2 separate regions of the Oryzias latipes genome follow, and region 2 is linked to region 1. Evidence: chromatin contacts called from public Hi-C data. All regions are on one chromosome and are shown on one strand. Each heading gives the region's core, a stretch centred on a gene start, on an enhancer-like site or on the middle of the called end of the contact. The rest is flanking DNA. Distances are from core to core; before and after follow the strand shown. Region 1 holds the start of vat1l (synaptic vesicle membrane protein VAT-1 homolog-like). Region 2 holds the start of LOC101155998 (cytochrome b5).

What was found. A called contact is a pair of places that touch in the nucleus more often than the background predicts.
Region 2: a contact with region 1 is called in a Hi-C map of fibroblasts, with 2.7 times the contacts expected there. The contact joins the promoter of LOC101155998 here to the promoter of vat1l in region 1. A contact is called at or near these places in 2 of 5 Hi-C or Micro-C datasets (embryo and fibroblasts).

Annotation. Positions count from the first base shown.
Region 1 is chr3:20,365,695-20,372,822 of ASM223467v1, reverse strand. It overlaps vat1l (synaptic vesicle membrane protein VAT-1 homolog-like), which reads left to right and starts at 4,240. Exons shown (of 9, transcript XM_004067103.4): 1 at 4,240-5,029; 2 at 5,567-5,696; 3 at 5,815-6,030; 4 at 6,201-6,343. The coding sequence starts at 4,815. bola3 (bolA-like protein 3) reads left to right here. Exons shown (of 4, transcript XM_004066993.4): 1 at 1-127; 2 at 241-364; 3 at 1,153-1,241; 4 at 3,622-4,138. The coding sequence starts at 65. The coding sequence ends at 3,687.
Region 2 is chr3:20,523,327-20,530,454 of ASM223467v1, reverse strand. It overlaps LOC101155998 (cytochrome b5), which reads left to right and starts at 4,003. Exons shown (of 5, transcript XM_004066988.4): 1 at 4,003-4,437; 2 at 6,449-6,577. The coding sequence starts at 4,258. dhx38 (pre-mRNA-splicing factor ATP-dependent RNA helicase PRP16) reads right to left here and starts at 3,123. Exons shown (of 27, transcript XM_004066986.4): 1 at 2,872-3,123; 2 at 514-845; 3 at 6-193. The coding sequence starts at 842.

The sequences.
Region 1 (7,128 bases), core at 2,991-5,490:
CATGACTTTAGTGACCGAAGCTGTTTTTTGTGTGGCGTAACTAAAGGGTCACTCTATTCTAGCCATGCTGGCACGTTTCTGTAGCAGCAGGACAGTCTCTACTCTCCATGCTCTTTGCGGCAACCAAGTATAAACAGTTTTTATGGCCTTACAGAATCAGTCTGTAGCAACATGCTAACCGTGTTCCCATCGGCTAAGTCCCACTGACTGACGTTCTAACTCCTGTCTACGGTTCTGCAGGTTTCTCTCTACGGGCAGCTGCAAAGATGTCTGTCAACGCAAACAGACGGAGAGGTCCGCATCGCCAACATACTGAGGGAGAAGTTTCCATCCGCATCATCGCTCAAAGTTACGGATATATCAGGTAAACAAAAGTGATTGGCTGTTTTTAAAAGTTATTATAGGACAACAAAGTCTCCTGTCTCTCTTCACCCTTTAGGCAACAACGATTTGCAGATCTGTTTGGAAGTACCTGTCAATGTTTTTATTTCTTTTTAACATTATATATATATATTATATAACAAATATAATAGTTTTTAGTTTCAAATGGATGTTATGTCAGCAAGTGGAGCTCCGAACTAAAGCAAGTAGGCGTCTCCATTTATGCCTGTTCAAAATCCTGAAAAGGAGAGAGGAAAAAAAGAAGACATTTAAAATAATGGTTATTGACATTTGACATGTGATACGAAAAGTTTAATTCATTATTATTTTGCCCACAAATAAATGACACCTGAGTAAATATACTAAAATTTTGTCTTTTGTCGTACTTTTAAGGTAAAATGACCCAAACCCCATATTTCAGACATTCATGGATTAAAGTAAATCCTTCTCCGGTATTAACAGAATCAGAACAGCAGAAAGAAAGCAAAGCTAAGCACAAAGGATTAGAGAAGCAGTAAAGTTGAATTAATATTTTACATTAAAAACTGAAATCTGAGTATGACTAACCCACATTTTTGAAATTACCTTTAAAAGAAGATCAAAAGTGGATTTAACTTAGCAATATTGTATTTAGCAAGTAAAGGTCAATACAATATTAACCATATTTTTTAGACCCAGCTCTCTATTAACTATGCAATTTGTGATTGATTAATTGCTGTAACTCAGTCGTACCTTGTTTTTGTTTTTTGTTTTATCCTGTGATGTGCATAGGTGGTTGTGGGGCCATGTATGAAATCCACATAGAGTCCAGTGAATTTCAAGGAAAGAAAACTGTTCAGCAGCATCAGCTGGTCAACCAGGTAAAGCAAGAGAAAGAAAACACGCTAATATTCAGTTTCTATTCTCTTGTGTTTTTTTTAAACTGAACTGAAATGAAATGAAGGACCTCTAGAAGTTTTGACATTTTAACTAATTATGCTTTTTAACTCTCCAAAAATACAGCTTGCATCCTTTTTAAAGTTTTCTGCAACTAATGAAAATTTGGTTTTACTTTAATTTCTCCAAAAAAATATAACTTAGACCAGGGGTCAGCAACCGGCGGCTCCAGGGCCGCATGCAGCTCTTTCATGCCTGTGCTGCGGCTCTCTGTGGTTTTGTAAAATAACTATCATGTTCTGAGAATGTCGTGATGCCTTTAACACCGTTGGGTAGCGCGAGCAGGCAGGAGGAAGAGAGCAGCGTGAATGCACGCAGGGGGCGCGTCTGCAGCTATGAACGTGGACTAGAGTCTGTCATGAGAGGGAAAGGTTTTCTAAAAAGTCGTAATCATGTAGGGGGCACGTGAAGCGCCCCCCCCCCCCCCCCCCCCAGCCAATTTTTTCCTAGGCTAAAACCACCCATTTCCACGTGAAATTAATTAAATTTGCGTAAAGGCGCCCCTACTATCCTGTCAACTGTCTGCTATGATGACTGTATGTTGCGCTGTCTGTGTAGAACACGCTGGAGGGGGGGTTGCATGCGGGGGAAAGCAACTTGGAGCTGCAGAGGAGTGAACAGGTAGAGGGGCGGGTCTTAGATTCACCGCTTGTGATTCCAGACCCGCAACAAACTAACAGCTGCTTCCTAACAAAAAAATAGTTGTCATCTATAAAATTAATATACTTTATTGGGTTTACTGGATTTTAAAAAAATATAGAAAGGAGTCTGCATCAAAGGCTACACGTTCACAATGCAGGCTGAAACGACCCAATTCTGATTTAACTTTTGCCCCTATGCGACCAGTATCTGATCTTTTCATGACAGTCTGAACGACACAGATCCAATCTTTTCAAATGTGACCCAGGCCACTTGTGTATCCGACCCATACGTCATCAATACGCTACAAACGTCATGATTCTGCGTTGAAGTAGGCAGGAGCGAGAACATAAACATCAACCATGGCGGACGATGCTGCTGAGACCAGTCAGTGGAAAGGAAGCAAGGTCGCCAATTTGATTAATATTTGGGGTGACAGCTCTATTCAGGCCAAAGTCAAGGGCTCTTATCGCAACCGGTTGTTTTTTGAAAAAGTTTCCAGCGAAATGGCCGAGCGTGCTGTTGAGCCTTTCCCGCGATGACTTTTTTCCCCTTTTCCGACCGTGGCCAGAAGCGCGGGGGACCGAAGGCGGATCCTCCTTCAGGGTTCACTTCCCCGATTGGACCCTCAGATCATCCAGAGCGGGTTAATAAAGAGTCAATAGCGGTTCTGCTGGGGGAAGCCTTCTTTTATTACCGTTCTGCTTCCTCCGTAACACACATGAATGCGTGCCCCCAACACACTTCCGCTGCCCCCCCCCCCTCACTCCCTCCTGCACTGCACGCGCTCTCTCCTCTCTCTTACACACACGCGTGCGGCCCCAGCACATTCACATCCCCATTCCACAACAGTGGGTACAGACAATTCTGGCTCCAATACCTTCTTAAAATGAGAAGATTGTAATTGTGCTGGCTCCTTTGTGAAAATAAATGTAATGATGCAAAAAGAGCTCTACTTTGACAACACTGTTGTTGACATCCATTGTTAATGTTAGCTACCTCTGCAACCAACGAGTGACGTCGTTCACCGTTGAGTTCTCTTCTGCACATGCAGGTCACTTCTGGGTCATTTCACGGTCACACAGGAGATCACAAAAGTTTATTTAATTGGAAATGTGAACGGCCTTGCAAAAATATCGGATTTTTTCAAAAAATCGGAATTGAGCATTAAGCCCTGCAGTGTGAACGTAGCCAAAGTGAATTTATTTCCATCATCTCACTCATCAAACACCTCTGCATGTTTGACAAACGAAAATGTCTATTCAAGGTTGTGTAAAATGGACAAAAGATCAAAGGAAACATCATTTTAACATAACATTTTGAATCAATACAAGTATTGCCAAATGAACTATCGCGATATTTCGGGGAAACGATTTTTTCTTAGACCCCTAGTGTGGCGGCTTCCTGTGCTTTCATTTCTGAGGGAAACTGATCCCAATGGCTCTTTGAGTGGTACAGGTTGCCAGCCCCTGACTTAGACATTTCAGTATTTTACATGTTTTCTCATTATTTAATTGTTTTAAAATGTTCTTAAACTCCTGTATGTTGTTGGTATCTGAACACGTCTATTGTGTTTTACAAGATGCTCTATTGCTGGATTTTCAAAATTTGTATACATATCCTATTCTGATTCCACCCCGCTCCCTTTTTTTTGGTCCTTTTCAGGCACTCAAGGAAGAGATCCAAGGAATGCACGGTCTTCGAATATTCACTGGCGTTCCCGATCAATAGACAAAGTCCTTCAACTCTTGACGCACATTTTGTTCATCTTTTGTTCACACAAATGCAAAGAAATATTTGTTGCTAAATGAGTTTTATCATCTTTGACAACTGTACAGTGTTGGTAAAAATGTAAAACAGAGGTAAGATTACACAGATGCTGTTTTTTTTCTTCTGAAATAATATATTCAACTTGTAAAAGCTGCAACACGCACAAAAAAAGGCTTGGTAAAATGTTTCCTCAACATCAAGTCGCGTTGGAACCGTCCCTTTCACAGGGTTGGCAGTGATGCTCAGAGATCAAAAAGTATAAAGAAAAACTCTTCAGCAACCAAAGTAAACTGCCATTGTTACTAGTTAACAAATGTGGCTTTAAACTCGGGGGGGAGACATTATGAAACCATTTTTATGACAGTGCGATAATGGTGTATTGATGAATGTCAAAATAAAAAGCTGATTTAATTTTTGAAGGTACTTGCGTCTTTATCCTTAAACTTTATTGTTTTAAAATAATGTGTGTAATAATTGATGTGAGCTTGCTTAAACATCTGGCATATAAATAATTAATTATCTGTATTTGCTTCAATGGGTCACTGAAGCCCAGTGCTGCAGTTTTAGGGGGAAGGCAGCCCAAAGAGATTGTTAGTCTATTCTAGGAGGATATCCAAACATACTTACAGCCTCACTAAAACCAATATTTATAAAGTAATTCACATGCAGTAATATGTACCATTATTGTTTCAAATGGACACTTCCTGCTCTTCCTCCTTTATTTTGGTAAATTACACATATGTTACATTGCTGACTATGTCAATATCAGGAATTTGGAAGTTTTTGCGCTTTTTACCTGAAGGTGGCGTACTTTCTACCCAAACAAGAAAATGTTACTAAAAGGATTAAATATTTCTCTCTATTCTTTAAGTAGGCTATTGAATTTGGCTTGAGAGACTGTGACTTCTGCAGAAGGGGTGTTTCCTTTGAGTATTTTTTATTTAAAAAAAATGTGTTGAGATCGCGTCCTCCTCGACAGAATAATAAGCCCAGACTGAGTTTGCTTCGGGGGAAAGCAGCGCCTGTCTGCAGAGGAGCCTCACGCCACATCACTGACTCCCCGAGAGGCAGAGCAGCTGGTCTCCGTCATGGCTAAAGAAGGAGCGGACATGACAGAGGAAACCGAGTGCATGATAGACAAAAACTCCGCCAAAGATGCGGGGAACGTGCAAGCGCCCGGCGGTGGCAAAGAGATGCGGGCGGTGATGCTGGCAGGGTTTGGAGGTCTCAACAAACTCCGGGTGACCAAGAAGGCAATGCCCGAGCCTCAGGATGGAGAAGTAAAGATCCGCGTCAAAGCCTGGTAAATACGAGCCTCTGTCATGTGTTTCATCTACAGGCTGCAGTCGAGGACTGTTTTTTTTTTGTTGTTGTTTTTTTTTAACTCCCAGCCTGAAGACTGTAAAGCTCCTCACCGAGACATTTGCATTCATGAAGCCACAGGTCTTTTCCTCCTCATGGAGGATCATCAAAGCTCCCTTCCAATTGGTTTTTAGCATCTTACTGTCAAATTTAGTGTGTTTTTGCCCCCCTTCAAAGCGCCTTATTTTATATTGACTATTTATTTTTGTTTATTGTTGTTTCTGAGGTTTTTGCACGCTCACAAATAATTAATAATTAAAGTGCACTCCATCTTTTTCAGTGCAAAATATTTGTGGAATCTGGCCTTGTGTCCACAGAGGTCTAACCTGTGACTCGCTGCTGATAACAATGAAAGAATAGCTCGAATGTTGTCTTCATTTTTGAAGGGCTCAAATGTAGCTTTGTCAGAGGCAGCTTAGAAATTTGGAGGAATTGAATGTTTAATAACTGACTCGACCCTCATCTTTCTGTGTTGCAGTGGCCTGAATTTCCTGGATTTGATGGTACGTCAGGGGAATATTGATAATCCCCCCAAACCCCCTCTGGTTCCTGGATTCGAGTGCTGTGGAATAGTTGAGTCAGTGGGCGAAAAGACAAAGGGATTTGAGGTTGGTGAAATGACCTGAGTCTGCTCCAAAATTTGGATCCTAAATGAATATTTCTGTAAATGTGATGCACAAACATCACCCACCTCCTGTCAGAACTACCCTGAGTTATTTCTTTCAGATAGGAGACAGAGTTATGGCTTTTGTGAATTATAATGCCTGGGCTGAGGTGGTTTGCACGCCGGTGGATTTTGTCTACAAGATGCCGGATGAAATGACTTTTCCGGAGGCAGCAGCTTTCTCCCTGAACTTTGTGGCCGCTTATATGATGCTATTTGAGGTTGCCAATCTGCGAGAAGGGATGTCAGTGTTGGTCCACTCGGCAGGAGGTGGAGTAGTAAGTCATTTCTTGTGGGAATCTTCCTCAAAAAGAAATTAAGTCCTGACATAACTATTTCCAATGTTTCTCCAAATTGACAGTGTAAGTTAACCTGAAGAAGATATTTTACCTATCTTTTGTAAGTGTGCATACATCACTGAATTTCTTTAAACAAACTTCTCTTTCAGGGTCAGGCTGTGGCTCAGCTGTGTGCCACTGTACCTAAAGTAAGTGTTTTTGGGATCGCATCTTGCTTCAAGCACTCAGCCATCAAAGACTCTGTGACTCACCTTTTCGATAGAAATATTGACTTTATGCAAGAAGTCAAGAAGTAAGTATGCAAAAGGCATCCGAACGTACGTAAGAGAGTCCTCTTTTTGGTTTCTGATGAGCTGTTTTACTGCGTTCAGGTAGCTGCAGCCTTGCTCTCGAGCCCCTTAATGTAATAATATGAATGCAGCTGAGGGCAGAAGGCCACGCAAGGATGCAGATATTACCGGATGCCTCATTTGGGCTTGTGTGGCTGTGGTCTCCATGGCAACTCAGGGCTCATCTCTGAGAGCGGCTGCATTGTGTAGTGTGTGGCTCTAGTTGTGGCTGGAAGTAAGACCCTACATGTTGTGATAACACTAATACTTTACAATGAAAAAAACAACTGTCTTTTAAGTCCCAGGTTGGTTATATTTGTGCTTTGTGTTTATTTCCTTCTAAGCTTTGCAGTATCACACCATCAAAATAGGTTCATGTCCAATATCTAAACCAAAGTACATTTTAATGGATGAAAAAAGATCACAAAGAAAATTAAGTAATTAGCAAAACCTAAAACTTTCAGCTACAAATGGTATTTTTGTTTTTAAAATAGCTTTATTATATTTCAGTGTATAAGGATGATATAGAGGAATTTTGGTTCACTCTTTGTCTTTGTTCATTGAGGTTTGTAGGGATTTATTCATGCACAGATCCTTTAAGGTCAAGCCAAAGCCTGTTAGTCAGACTGTTTAGTCTGAATGGGTCATCGCAGTGCCCTGATTTCATCGACATTGTTTGGTTTTTTTACTCTTTGCTGTAGGCTTGCTGCTGAAGTATGAATCAATTTCCTGTGACATGATCCAGTTC
Region 2 (7,128 bases), core at 2,754-5,253, 160 kb before region 1:
ATCACCTCTTTCACTCCGTCGCTCCCTGCTACCATCTCTGCTCCTGTCTTTGTCTCTCCTCTTGTCCTCCTTGGAAGAAGCATAGACCCCATGCTCTCGCCTGTCCTTCTCCCTCTGCTGGTGTCTGCGTCTGAACTCTTCACTGACTCCTCCAGGGTTGGACGGTGTCTCAGACCCCGTCACTCGATACTTCCTACAAGCAAACATGCAATACCAGGAGGCACTGTTAAAGATGGGCTACGGTACACAAAAATTCACTTCACATGGAGAAATATTGACTGCAAGCTGTAATTTGTGAAAAAAGAATGCAATACACAAGGCATTTTTGTTTTTAATAAAAATGTTGCATGGGTAAAATGATTATGTATACTTAAAATTGAAGAGAAATGTTATAACATCCAGAATATAGTATAGACACTGTTCATTTTCATAATAAAAACAACCTAGTATAAATCATTTGGGGAGCCAAACATTGGGCATTAATTTCATAAAGATCTAATTTTTTCAAATTACCGTTCTTTCTTGGCACTTTTATTCTCTTCGTCGTCCTCTTCATCAGAGCCGGAGTCACTTTTACCCTCTTCCCAGTCCTTGTAGGAAGAAATCTTTGACTTCTTTCTGTCTCTTTCATCGCAGTTGAATTGTTCCTGTTCTTTGGTCTCCCGCTCCTTTCTCTTTTGGGCAGCCAGTAGATCCAAGCCCAGCAAAGATGTACGTGGTGTAGGTGCTCGAAAAACATGAGGTTCTGCAGCAGTACTCTTTTTCTTTACAATCAGACCGCCAACCTGAGCTTCTGGACTGGTCCCTTCCAGCCTATGCATGGAAACATCCTCCTCCTCCATCCTCTGACAGCAAACACAGACAAGTTGAGCATAACAAATAACAACAGCACTTTTGATATGCTGGTCATGAGAGCACTTAACATTTATAAGTTCACTGAAACTACAAATAATGTGTTTACTATGAATAGATGCAAAACTTAACAAGTATTTGCTTGAAACTTCTAATTTGTAAAAAATAAAAAAATAAAAAACGAAGTAGTTCCACAACCAGTGAAAAGTTTTAGAACACTCCCATGTTTCCAGTTTTTATTGGAAAGTAATCAGTATTATAAAGGCGCTTGAAATAAAATGTATTATTATTATTATTATTATTATGTCTGTTATCCTCGCAATCTTAAGAATATTAGAAATTAGAAAGTGGAAATCCTGGAGCGAATTTACAAGCTAAAATGTAACTTTTAATTATTTAAAGTAGCCACTTTTTATAGATATAGCCACTAAACAGAGTCAGGCATTCTTTCTGCAACAGAAACTCTTTAAAAACGCATCTCCAGGCCTCCTGCAGGGGTTCACATAAATGCTTGCCACTTTGCTTTTCCTTTTCCATCCACAAGTTTGAAGGATGTGCAGGGATCTCCATGTTTCAAAGATTACCATTTTGTTATTTATTCTAAGGTAGTTCTGGCAATGCTTGGATTTTTATTTGGAGTCATTATGTTGTTGAAGGATTAGCCCTTGACCAACTAAATGTATACAACAAAATAAAAGTAGTGAGCTTAGAATGCCGTAGTTTCTGTTGGTTTTAGGTTCCTCTCTGTGCAACCCACTGAGCCTGGGCCCAGAAAAACAGATCCATACCCTCACATATCCTCCTCTATGTTTGACAGTTGGTATCACAGACTGTGGAGCCTTTGCTTCACCTTTTTGACAAAGATTCTGTGACACAAAGCAAATATTTCAACATTTTATTAATTGATCAATACCTTATGTAGAAAAGCTGTTGAACCTTAACCTGCCTGTTAAGTCCCACAAAATGAGTTCACCAATTCAGCGGCGACTTTGGATCTTCCAGACTTTTTCCTTTCAAGAGTTTTCCCAACTTTCTGTGCACGTTTTGATTATGAATACAATTATATTTTTATACAATAAAACTCACTGACGCCTTGACTTTCTTTATTTGTCTGTACAAAATACCTACACTTTTTGGTGTTTTGATGGGCTGTGTCTCTTCCATTGTCGTTTTTTTTCTGCTTTTTCTTTTGAAAACAAAAAAATACTTTTAGATGTAAAACACTGTTTAACTACTCCCTGCTCTCATGAAGATTGAGAATGTTGCACGTTATCAAAAAAAGTAGGAACACCTGTACAAATTATTTTTAAGTCTTGATGAACATCTAGCTTTAAACTGTTAATCTATTTCATGGTAGTAGACATTTTGTGTATTTCAGAAATCTGTACTTTCTTAGTTTAGCCATAATTATTATGGCTAAATATGAATATTTATTATTATTAGCTGGCAAGAACTTGTAACCATTTCATGTTATTATTTGGAAATTACCGCCCTGAATTCTTTAAAATCGTGTGGATTTTAGATGTTCTAAAGCTGTTGACCGACAGAGTAAATTGTTAACTAGGAAAATATAAAATTAAAATCAATTATAGTCTTCAGTTAGATGACTGACTTGCAAAAAAGAAGAAAAAAAGGAATAGGCAAACCTGCTGTGCTTGTAAAGGCGCATTTACCATGGTATATTGCTTTGCAATTATACAATTTCTCAATGTTTACAATTAATTTGCGATTCATAGATTACTTTGGCTTTATTCGGTTAATCAAACCTTTTTTTTTAGCCTGAATAAAAATGGAAACAAAAACCCTTGCCACCCCCCCCCCTCCTCCTCCTCCTCCTCCTCGCATGAAAATAATTCAAACTAAAAGTGTTGATGGAAAAATCACCTTGATCAACCTGATTTTGAACATAGTCTACTGAGTATGGTGAATTTACGCACATTGACCTGCTCAAAAAGCGATTATAAATATTTGATTTTTACTGTTATTCACTGCAGTTTATTGTAAATGAATTGGACCTACCTCGGGCCGAACAGCTACCGTTAGCTTTCCCAAAAGCTACTTGTTAGCATAGAGCACCAGAAGATAGAACACCGCCACTTCTATTTCTGGGAGCCAAATGAAAAAAACCTTCATACGAACTTCAAGATCAGACGACAATGTTGTTCACTTCTGAAGACAGAGACAACAAGTAGAACGTAAATTCGTATATACGACGCAAATGTTTACAGACGCCAAAACAGCCATTTCAATCCCACAATGCACTCTGTTCTTCTTCTACACATGCCTGCAGTGTCTATGCTGCCACCCACAGGACATTCTAAAAAATAAAATAAAATAAAAATTTGTTAAAACAACTTAAAATCTCTTTTTTGTCTTCAGGACACGAATATTCGGCTTACCGTTTGTTCACATAATCAGCAACGGCAGATACATAGAAAAAAGCTAGTAGAAAAAGCTATATATTAAACACCACAGACGTGGACTTATATTTTTTTGTTCCCTAAAAGTCTCCTGCACACAGAAGTTATTCTTAAAAGGGTCATTTTGTCCCTTATTTTTAAATATAGGGGGACGAGTTATTTATTTGTGTGGCGTACTAAGGTTTACACTTGTTTACCAGCATCTGTGGCTTATGTTTTCTTTCACCACACTACTACAGTTTTGGTTCACTTGCTCTAAGTATGTCTTTTAGCCAAAGTTTACTTTATATCCTTTAAGTAGTGACTTGTCAGTGTATTTTTTTCAAAGAAACTTACTCTATGAAGTTAAAATAAAAATGATTTTGCCCCAAAAGAAAAAATAAATCTGGCCCAAGGTTATCTTGCAGGAAAATATGGAAACTGGATGTATTGCTGCCTACTTTGTGTTTTGCAAATTTTCGAATGGATGGAGGAGACCTTTTTTAAAATATATATTAAAAACTACAAACCATAAAATGTTACCCAGATTTTTTAACAACATTATTCACGCCACGAAAAACGCAAGTCATGTTCTCATGCGCAATGACAGCACACACTTGACAACCTTTGCGCATTTCTTTGGTCTCATGATCACAAGGTGGCTGATCTGATTGGCCACCACTCAAAATCTCGCCCACTCATTGGTTGATGACCACGGGTCTGCTGGCAAACTAGAACACACATGATTGGTCAGTTCTACGTCCCTTCTAGTGTACCGGTTTGTTTCATGATTTCGTAATAAACAGCACGGTGGCGCTGTCTACTTCTGCCTTTCTACGTTCTTATTCGCTGTACCCGTGAAAACATTAAGTAGCTACCCTTCAGTTGCGTCTTTTTTAGAACACCGTTGAAGTCGCAGTCGTTAAATCCATACCTGGCTAACATAGGCTAACATTAGCCAACACCTAGACGACTTTTTGTTTTGTTTTTTTTGTATCTCGCTAGAATGGTCGAGGAGGCTAACTTAAAGTCGAGCGGCAAAAGCACAAATAGTGACCATTGTGAAACCGTCGACAATGCCTTAAAATACTTTACATTAGAGGAGATAAGAGTACACAACATGATCAATGACACATGGCTGGTAATCCACGATAAGGTATACGACATCTCGAGTTTCGTAGAAGAGGTAAGAAGAGGCTCTGTTTGTTTCAGTTCACAATACATGTTTTGTCTTTTTTATGCATTAACAAAATGTTTTTTGTTGAAAAATGGTTGGTTTACTCTTCTCTGTTGCCATTATACAACCAAGAGTTAGAGAGTAACTTGCCAAGTTCTTATCGGAGACCAGTCCTCGGAATGGCCTTATCTTAAATAAGTAGGCCTTGCAGAGAACCGCCCTTCAAAAGAGAAATGGTTGATTATAAAGATCATAAGTGAATGTTAGCATTCAAACACCCCTGGTTCTTCTTAAATCAAAGAGAGATAATAACATGTACATTGGACAATCATGACTCCACACAACTTCAGTGCACCTTCAGGGTGTCCTTTCATAAGATCTGGGTGTGGACTCTATTGTGGTTTCTCCTTGATATGAAGAAATAGAAAAACATTAAAATCAGGAAAAGGTACAATTAGAAAAACATCAAACCTGCTCACAAAATAGGATAAGTCCTCACTGTGCCCTTCTCTACCAGCCAACTACTTTTAACTACACTTTTTATTACACACATCCCTTTACTCCACCACTTAATACACTCAAGCAAACACACACACATTACACAAGGTGGGATCAGTGACCTTCTGTCCCCTACCCCACTGTCCCAGGCCTTGCTGCCCTCTCTTCTGGCAAAAAGGGGGATCCCTGAGTTCTCTGGCTAGGCCATGAGCCGTGGATCACGTCACATCTGAGCCACAGTGTATTAAGATGTATGTGTGTGAAGGTATGTTTGTAATATTTGAGTGTGTCTGGTGACAGGCCGAGCCCTTTTGAATAGCATCTGCACCTGACAGTAATGACGATAAACCTCCAGCAACTTGTTTCTTTGTGATTCTACTGCCTCATACTTCTTTAGCCATCCTTCAACTTCTATAACCCCCATTTTCGTCCCTTTCTTTTTCCCCCATCTCTAACATCCCACTATCTCCATGATGATCCATTTTGGATCACAGACTTATGATGTCTTGATAAATAATTTCCCCTTTTTATATAAATTTAAATAACACAACTGAATGAATGAATCCAAAGATGCACATTATTTATTAATGCAAGACACTTTTTGTACAGCAGAAATAAGTGCTTAAACTCCAGCTGCCCTTGCTGGGGCAGCCGGAGTTTAACTTTGCAGCCTCACGGCTGGGAATTGGACTCCTTTGCTGTCCCGGTATGGGTGGACACTGTGGCGATGTTCCTATGGCAGAGTGGGTTCCTGGTATAAAGGGATTCCCAAATACTGTTTCCTCACAGCAGAGCCGAGCCTTAAATTTCTGGGGTAACTGGGTGGGTGGGGGTGGGGGCGGGGGGTGGTGAGGGAGGGGTCCCTTCTTTGTGTGATTGTCCTTTGTTTTCCGTTTTAACAACTTTCATTTTTTATGACTGTTTTATCTGTTTTTATGTGAAGCGCTTTGTGTTTTTAACCAAAATGAAAGGCGCTATATAAATAAAGTTTGAGTTTGTTACTCTTATCCGTATTCATTGTGTGCCGGGTCATGGTTCGTATGTTTCCCCCAAAAGTATAGTTCATCTTAAATAAACTGATCCGGTGAAAGCTGTGTTTAAATGAATGGCAACACTGTCTCTTTATAAATTTAACTATTTACGTAATGCCCGTTTACTGTTCAACTATTTATTAATAAATGAATATACATTGAAGATAATTTAGGAAAATATAGTAGTTTGGTCTTGTTTATTTGTAACTTGAGTAAAATATTTCCTCACCTTACATAGTATTTATACAGAATTCAAATAAAACCCATCAGAACCTATGGTTTCATCAGTGTAACATCATAAGTGTGTTCTGTGGTCCACTCGGTCTGTGGTTGTGGTTCTGGTTTCAAAAAGTTAGTTATTCAAAGTATAGAAGGAATGTATGACCTTAATGGTAAAGTAAGGTAAAGAAATACCAGTTTTACCAGCCCAAGTTAGAAAAAGAAAACCGGATTTTCCGAATCTAAACTAACTCCCTTCTTCATTGATTCAGCATCCAGGGGGTGAGGAGGTTCTGCTGGAGCAGGGGGGTGCTGATGCAACAGAGAGCTTTGAGGATGTAGGCCATTCCTTGGATGCCAGAGAGATGCTCCAACAGTACTACATTGGAGAGCTGCACCTGGTAAGAAAAGACTTGACATTCTAGCTGGGTCACATGGTTTTACACTCTCACCCATTTATCTGGTACTTTAGGTCAAGTTTTTTTTTTTGCAGGTTGTCATCCAGGGATAATCTAATTAGGCAGATCAAGTTCTTAAACCCACAACATTTCTTGCATGTAAAATGAAGAGGTTTGATACCTGCAGCACCTTGAATCATTTGATTCATAAAATGAAACATGTTAAATGTTTGTTACAACTTCAGATGGGCTGTCACATGAGCAAACATTGTTTTCAGTAGTAAAGTCCCTTCCTTTGACAGCCTGGATATGTGACCAAAACAAGGTATTTGTCTTGGAAAACAAAAAGTGCAGACCACATAAAATATATTTGAGTCATTCATTTAATTTATAGCATTTAAGGGCAGCTTCACAGTGATTTAGGTTTGTTTTTATCTACAGTCATAGCTGTCTGTTCCCTAAAAAGCAAACCAAATGCAGTGTTCGTTTTAGTGCAGTTCTTAAAGCAAATCCTTTAATGCGTTTCCACAGGAAAAGCTGAGGGACGGGTTCTG